2 separate regions of the Mus musculus genome follow, and region 1 is linked to region 2. Evidence: chromatin contacts called from public HiChIP or PLAC-seq data. All regions are on one chromosome and are shown on one strand. Each heading gives the region's core, a stretch centred on a gene start, on an enhancer-like site or on the middle of the called end of the contact. The rest is flanking DNA. Distances are from core to core; before and after follow the strand shown. Region 1 overlaps Sppl3 (signal peptide peptidase 3). Region 2 overlaps Trpv4 (transient receptor potential cation channel, subfamily V, member 4).

What was found. HiChIP or PLAC-seq counts read pairs in DNA pulled down with a chosen protein or histone mark.
Region 1: a contact with region 2 is called in a FOXA1 HiChIP or PLAC-seq map of pancreatic cancer cells. The contact joins two enhancer-like sites.

Annotation. Positions count from the first base shown.
Region 1 is chr5:115,017,018-115,021,130 of GRCm38.p6, forward strand. The region is part of intron 1 of Sppl3 (signal peptide peptidase 3); the gene reads left to right. Among named protein-coding and RNA genes, the nearest start is that of Sppl3, 7.6 kb to the left of the region's middle. Within about 2 kb of position 1,899, at least 57 of the 459 cell types and tissues checked have an H3K27ac peak or open chromatin away from gene starts, as enhancers often do. A contact at or near this core is called in pancreatic cancer cells, where this site is marked.
Region 2 is chr5:114,648,367-114,652,506 of GRCm38.p6, forward strand. All of the region lies in intron 1 of Trpv4 (transient receptor potential cation channel, subfamily V, member 4), which reads right to left. Among named protein-coding and RNA genes, the nearest start is that of Trpv4, 8.0 kb to the right of the region's middle. Within about 2 kb of position 2,800, at least 59 of the 459 cell types and tissues checked have an H3K27ac peak or open chromatin away from gene starts, as enhancers often do. A contact at or near this core is called in pancreatic cancer cells, where this site is marked.

The DNA of each region.
Region 1 (4,113 bases), core at 649-3,148, 370 kb after region 2:
GACCTTTAGAGAGCACTGTAATTTGTTTTCAAAATGGTTTTAAGGGGTTTGTTTTGTTTGTTGTTTCTAGACAGTGTTTCTCTTTGTTCCTTAGCTGTCCTTGATTCTCTGAATCATGCTGGCTTTGAACTCAGATTCGCCTGTCTCTCAAGTGCTAGGGCTTTACAAGGTGTGTGCCACCACTGCCTGCTAATGTTTTTAGAGTTTAATGGTTCTTTCTTGGAAGTTAAAATGTTATTTTTATGTGATTCTGTAAACTGAGAATCTGTAACTTTGAGTTTCTATATTACACTTTCTAATCTTAAGGAGTTAGTTGTAGAGTGCTTAGACATTTAACCTGTTAGGTGTGTCCCAAAAGACTTCCGAGCAGCCAGGTCAGTTTTATAGGAAAATCTACGGGTTGTTCCTGTGACCTTTGGGAAGAACTGTCACCTTTCATATTTTAACAGTCACTGTCACTAGGGCTGTATTTTAAATAAGAAAGTCTCACTGATGGAGTCCTACAAAAAGGTAGCACTAGCCTGCTGGAGACCTGTAGAAAAGGTTTAATTTTTGTTTGCTTTGCTTACAGGATTTCTTCTAACTTGTAGAAAAGTTGTAGATAAACTATTTTGGAATTTGATTATTAATGGTTGGCCTTCTCCTCCAATCTAGACTACAATTGTGGTTTTCACTTTGTGACTTACACTGAGTGTAAGTGACCACACAGATCTCTTACTACATTGAAATTTAAAAACCCAAGACTGAATTCTGTGTTTGCACTGGGAACTTCCTGGTTTGAGAGAGATGTTTTTTCCATCTCTGATTGACTGTATATCAGGCCTAGTGTTTAGTCAGGCACTGTACCACTGAACAACCCCCAAACCCACCACACCACCACCACCACACCACCACCACCACCACCACCACCACCACCACCACCACCACCAGTGTTTAACTGCTTCTGCCCTTCCTCTGCAGGCTTCAGAGGTTCTGTGAGATGCTGTGTATAAATGCTTCTGGAATTTCTCAGTGCTCTGTAAAGAGCGGTTGCATATTTTCTAGTTACTTATTAGGTTCCAGACAGAGTTCTTCCGTATATAGGAATGACTTTTCTTTCTGACCGTCTAACCAACATTGAAACTTTTTGATGTCTTTATCAGGAATGCTAAGTGATATTGTATAAAAAAAGTAGAATAACTTGCAATTTGCTGTTGACTTACAGGTCTGGGTAGGCAGTTCAGGACCTTCCACGGGTTTCATAATTCACCACTGCAGCTCACATGGAAAAGAAAATGATAAGGTTACATTTTTTTTCATACAATAATTATATGGATCCTTTGAGGGGCAAGTGGACTTTCCCTGGACTTCTCTGTAATGCACAGGAAAGTTTTGCACTCTTTTAACGGCCAGGGGCAAGGCTTTAGCAGTTTCTTATCTATTTCCTTACCCACAGTGAGTCTGACAGGCACACCCACTTCCCTCCATCTAGCAGCCCAGACTGCACTCTTGACCTAAATAGGACATGTGGGGAGAAATTGTGTACATTGTTTCTTCAGCCTGCAACACTGACCTTCCGAGAGCCTAATTCTGCCTTCAGAATTTGATTAAATCTTTCATTTGTTTAAAAGAAAATATTGTGCTGGCATCCACAGCTCCTTTTTTGATTTAAATACATGTTTGAATCCATTTCTCAGAAATGCTTATAAGAATCTTAGAAGTCTTAGAAGTAAGAATTTATTGTAAAGAATGAATTATCTTTATCTTTGCCTTGGCTAGTGCAAACATATTTAGAAATGTTGTCTGGAACTACAAGCCCAGCCAGCTGAAGACTAGGGAGAGAAGACGTTATTAACCAAGTGAGGGCAAAAGTAGGAGACCAGACACTCAGGACACTTGAGAAGTTCACAGTGAGCAAGGGACTGGAGTCAGAGGAGCAGAGACTCACAGTGGCTCCAGTGATTAGGACAGAGAGTGAGAGGAGGCTCATCAGGAGCTCCGGGTGAAAAAAGAGCAACCAGAAAACAGAAGCCAGGCCATCGGCTTTGCCAAGGAAGTCCTTAGTGCAGTAGAGCTCCAAGCAGGTGGGGTGGAGCCCTGAGGGTTGGACAGTGAGGGTGGAAAGGCCTCTTGAGCCCACTGAGGAAAGAGGGAAAGGGTGTTTGCCGGCCAGGGGCCAGAGCAGTGGTTTGTTTTCACTTCAGAGGGACTGTGTGTTTGAAGGCAGATGAAGAAATTGATCTTGGAAAGAGAAAAGGCTTTGTTTTTGTTTTTCTGTAGTGTAAGCTTAGAGTTTATTTTTCTGTAAATTATTGTAGCTATTATCCAAGAGTTGTGCTGAAAAATTAATGGGAGATGTTTAGTGTGCGTGGCTAACCTTGTCACGTGTCTTAGATATGTTGCCACTAGAGTTAGTTGTATTTAGGTAGTAGTCTTTTTTTTTTTTTTTTTTCAGTTGATGGAATATAACCAATATATTCAACCTTTTCACATCTGACTTTTGGGCAAATATGACTTTACAATACAATTTTTTTTTAAAGATTTATTTATTATATGTAAGTGCACTGTAGCTGCCTTCAGACACCCCAGAAGAGGGCACCAGATCTCGTTGCCAATGGTTGTGAGCCACCATGTGGTTGCTGGGAATTGAACTCAGGACCTTCGGAAGAGCAGTTCATGCTCTTAACCACTGAACCATCTCTCCAGCCCTACAATCCCATTTTCTTTGAAGTGTTTGTTGTCAAGTTACAGGAACTTAGTAGGTGGCCCCTGTCCTATCTCTAGATATGTAGGTAGATATGTAGACCTGCACTTTCAGAGTCCATTTGAAATGTTGTCATCTTTAAAATGATCTCAAATCTCAGCCGGGCGTGGTGGCGCACACCTTTAATCCCAGCTCTTGGGAGGCAGAGGGAGGTGGAGTTCGAAGCCAGCCTGGTCTACAAAGTGAGTTCCAGGACAGCCAGGGCTATACAGAGAAACCCTGTCTCGAAAAATCATTAAAAAAAAGAAATCTCAAATCTCACTTTATTTTGCTTACCAGCAAGTGTGCGTGATCTGTATGGGCAGGTCTACCATGGGTTTTGTGTGGAGGTCAGAGAACAACTTTTTGGAGCTGGTTCCTGCTGGTGTCCTCTGCCTTTACATGGGTCAGAGGTCAGCCAGTATTACCCGATGAGCCACCTCGCTGATCCAAATGTTGGTCTGTTGCTCCAAGGCCTTTTGGTGAAACTTATAGCTGTTTGTTGTGACATTGAATGTATTTACTGTGGTTGTTTCCCACCCTGTGACAGTAAAACTGCAGCAGAGTATAGAGTCAGCTGTTTATTTTGTGGACCTGAATACAGTGGGTGCTCAGAATTATATTCTAATTTTTAGTTTTAATTTTTATTTTGTTGTTTGAGACGAGACAGGGTTTCTCTGTGTAACCGTGTCTCTCTAGGAATTCACTCTGTAGACCAGGCTGGCCTCGAACTCAGCAATCTGCCTGCCTGGTCTCCTAAGTGCAGGGATTGAAGATGTGTAGCTGATGCTCAGATTTTTAAAAAGTATTTTAGAGATTTATAATTTTCTAGACAGTGGATTTTAGAGTATGTTCCTCAGAATCTGATGTCAGAGCACATAGGCATGAGGAATGAATAGTTACATGATGCTGTTGTCTGTAGCAAACGCAGAAGAAGAGGCAGTGCTGTTGGCCTGACCACGCTCATCACAGGTCTTTTCTTCCTGCTGTCCAGGTAGCAACAGAGGACCGCAGTGCTTTTGTTCCTCCTCTGCAACTGGACCTGCATTGTCCACTCTCCCCTTCCCCGCTTGGGTTCCTCTTGAGCTTCTGATCCGTACACCTCCAATGAGCTAGGCAAACACCAACTGAGGTACATCCCCAGCCCATGTACTTATCAAATTCCTTAGGTTTTTTTATTTTTTAATTTTTTAACGTGAATGAGTGTTTTGACTATGTGCATGTAAATGTACTACATGAATTTCTGGTGCCTGTGGAGACCAGAAGAGGTTGCTGGATTCCCCTGGATGCAAGAGAAGCAAGTCTTTTTTTTTCTTCCTTCCTTTTTTCCTATTATTTAGCTCTGGCTGCCCTGGAACTCCCTATGTAGACCACATAGAGATCCAAGACAT
Region 2 (4,140 bases), core at 1,550-4,049:
CAAGAAGAGCCCAAGCTCAGGGCCAGCCTGGGCTACATAGTGAACCCCGCCCCCCACAAATCTTTGTGGCAAACTGGCATCCACACAGGCAGCAGCTTCAACAGGATGGATTCAAGGAGGGTACAGATCTCAGGGCCTGTCTGCTCACCTACTCTACAAAATGCTCCTGAACATCTTCTGTGTGTCAGGCCTGTGTCTGTCTGGGGATACCAGCATGAGCAAATTCAGTAGTAATCCCTCCTTGGGAGACAACAAAGTAGGCAGCCAGCAGAGCTAGCCAGTGGTGCAAAGGCTACTAGTATTGTCCCCAGAAGCTCAGGAGCGGCCCAGGGATGCAGTGTGGATGCCAGTGGGACCCAGGTCCCCAGTAGGGTCTCCCTGCCTTCCTCTCTGTCTGCCACAGAGGCCCCGACTATGGGAACATTGCCTGAGATCATACACTCTGCAGTCATGACCCCTTGGCCAGTCGGGTGTGGCAAGAATGTGCATGCTGACATCACACATCCTGGGGATCAGATTGGGGGGGTGTCCCTCTTAATAACTGCAAAGTTCACCATAGCCTCTGGGAGCCTTTGTTTCTGTGCCTGCTTGAGGGCAGAAGTTGTCAGGTAAGGAGGTGCCAGATTGAGGGTGCCTCAGTAAACAGCAGGCTGCAAAGTATGCCCAGGATGCAGTGCGGCCAGAGGGCTCGCTCGCCATTGTTCGCTTGGCCCAGGGGGAGGGGGGGGCATCCTCTTCACTCTCAGGGCTTTGCCAGGCCTCATGGAAACCCTGGCACAAGACTATCAGATGCCGACCTCATTACGTGAGCAAGAAAAGCTGCTTAAAACCCAGGGGCAGGTTTGGGCAAGCAAGACATCTCTGCTCCTGGGGAGGGCGGCAGGGCGCTGGCTTTCCTCAGGTCTCGCCTTCTAGATCAATACATTCTAAATGGGTCATTATTAGCTGCCACATGTATGCACGGCCCCGGGGTAGACAAAAAGGAACAAAGGACCGGAAACCCTAGTGTGAGTGGACAGGCTGGTGGCCTCCACTGTTGTCCAGCCCTTTGCCTCGCCATTTGCTTCAATTCCATTACTCAGGAGCAAGAGGCAGGAAGGCATCTTGGTGAGTTTGTCTGACGGCCCTCTGGTCTATGCAGTGAGTTCCGATTCTGCCAGGACTACTTAAGTGAGACCCTGTCTCAAAGCAGGATGGAGAGGCTGGAGAAACCGCTGCTTTTTCCAGGGGATCCAGGTTAAAGTCCCAGCATCCACGGGGCAGCTCACAACTGTCTGTGACTTCAGTCCCAGGGGATCTGATGCCTTCTTCTGGCCTCTGTGAGCACCAGGCACACATGTGGCACACATACATACGTGCAGGTGAAATAACCATAATTATTAAAATAAATGAATTTTAAAAATAAGGAGAAAAAAAAAGGATAGTACTTTGAATTTTTTTCCTGGTCTAAACTAACTCTGCATGTCACAGTGAGTGCAGCAGGTAATGTCACAGTGAATGTGGCAGGTGACACACTTCACATCAGCATACACCATCTGCTTATCTCCTCTTCCCCTTCCAGAGCCTACGCCCCTGAGGAAGACATTCATTCAGAGTCACCATTCTGCCAGGACTGAACACCATGTGGGGGCATCAGGGACCCCTGAGGTTCCTGCAGGTGCAGGGCAGGGGAGCACAGGGGGAGGACTAAAGTTCCGTGCCTGGAATGGGGTAGACGGCAGAATGCAGAGAGTGCGGGGGGAGGGGGGCTACTGAGGACCATTAGTGAATAAGAACAAGGACCAGGGGTGAGTGCGGGCTGGGTGGGGGCTCTACAGCAGGAGACAGACCCTGGACCCTCAGACAGACTTTGTGGGTTTCTTCATCATCCTGGGGTTCCTTGGCTGACCAGTGGGGACCCTGACTCCTGCAGGAGCCACAAATAAACGTGACCACGAATGCCAGCTATCTGGTTCAGTCCTGAGGGAAGGACTGAAGGATGGGATGGAAGTTAGCGGGTACCAGATAAGGCAGCAGCTGCGTGGCCCCGCCTTCTAGATGAGGAAGCTAAGGCCAAGAAAGGAGCAAGCTGTATCATTGCATCCCAGCTCCGGGATGCAAGGCCACACACAGGCACAGGAGCTGGGGTTTTCCTTTTGGGACAGGGCCTCATGCATCTCAAACTGGCCCTGGCTTTGCTGCGTATCCAAGGACAGCTTTCAACATCTGGTCCTCCTGTCTCTCTACACCCCCTGGGTGCTGGGGGTCCCAGGGGCATACCACCATATCCAGCGTGGGCAGTGTTACGGATTAAGCTCAGGGCTTCACGCGGCTAAGCTAGGCAAGCACTGGATCCGCTAAGCCACTTCCCCAGCCAGGACTGGGCCTTTGATGGGGCTATTTTACAAGGATAAGAGGGCTCAGGAAGGGAGGGACAAACATGTAGGAGGGGCTGGGGGACTATGTGACTCTGGATCAGAGTGCCCAGACCTGAGTTGTGGCTGACTGGGAATCCTCCCCAGGACACTCACTGTCACAGGAGCTAGGGGAGACAGACTTAAGCACAGCCAATAGATGCTGGATAAGGCCAGGCTGGTATCTGAGCCCTTAATGCCACCCTCAAGCTATTATTATTATTACTAGGGCATACATGAAGAACCAACCGGGAAACAGAGCCTGTCAGGGGAAGACTAAGTGACTGGATCCCTCTTGGGAGGTGGACTCTGGCAGCCACCTCAGAGCGACTAACGGGAGCTCAGTCCCTTGGCAGAGTGGGACCCGCCGCCTGCCAGGTTGTGGTTGCCCACAGCCCCCAAGCCCCTGGCAGGAGGCAGCGGGGCACATCGCACCATGAAGGGCCCTCCCTGCTGGTATTTACCTAGTCTGTCTCAGCCCAGCCCACTTCCTGGTTGCTGCACAGTGGCCGTCTGTCCGGAGCAGACAGAGCTCCTGTGTCCTGCCGGGTCCCTCCACCTGGAGGGTGTCCCCCTCCGATGCTCACACCATCCAAGCGGGACACGGCTGGGGTGACTCACTAGCCCCAAGGAGGGCACGGCCAACGTGGCCACTGCAGTCACTTGGTTTTTGCATAAGCCTTGGAGGGCCGGCCCATGTCACAGAAATATCCCCTAAGAACTTTCACTGGAATGGGGGCATCTGCAAAAGACCCCAGGTCCAGAGGGCTGGCCAGACTAGAAGCTGAGTATGGCTTAGTGGAAAGATGGGGCTGTTGAGACTCGAAAAGTCACATCCTGTGAGACTCCACTTCCTTGTCATCTGAGAACACTGGAGTTTCTGGTGACGTCCATTCAGCTGGCACTGAGCTGTTTGTTTTCAAAAGCCCAGTGGGGGCTATGTGATTACAGCTAAGTGACCCTTCCCAGATCAGTGACCCTGATAGTCCCAGCCATGCCCCAGCCTCAGCACAGAGCCTAGCATACAGATATAGGAAGTCTCTACTCCAGAAGGTTCCCACCAAAGCCAACATCCAGCTTTAGAAAGGTGGGGGTGGAGGCGTGTCTCAAATCCTAGGGTCTCTTTCTCTGAGCCAGCTACTCTCGTTCAGATAGTCCCCAGGTCACAGAGAACTCTGGAAAGGGTTTTATAGCCTCAAGACATCGCCCACTCTATCTTGCCCTCCTCTTTCCTGCCACCAATGGTCACATCTCCTATCTGGGCCGCGGTTTTCTCATCCATAAAAAGGGGGTAAAACTTTCTACCTTCTAGGAACAACTGCTCCTGTCTTTGATCTGTGATTATTTGGTGTGTCACGTTCCTGCTTTAAATTATACAGTGGGATGTGGTAGCATTAACCTGTAATCCCAGCACTTGGGAGCGAGGCAGACGGATCCGTGGTCTAAAGCCAAACTGAAGAAGATCCTATCTCAGGAGACCTTGGGGATGTGCCCACAGGACACTTGATTGGTGTGTGCAAGGCTCCAGGTTTTACCCCCAGCCCTGTGAAAGTAGCAGCTCCTCTCTCAAGGGCTGCTGTAAAGATTAAATGTTATCATTCAAGCCCTGCATGATGTCTGGCACGTAGTATGTGCTCAATAAATGGTGGTGGCTATGCTGCTGTTATTTAACCTCCCCTCAATTTACAGCAGGGGAGGGGAGTCCGGAGAGGTGAGGACCAGGTGGGCACTGGAACCCAGAGACTTC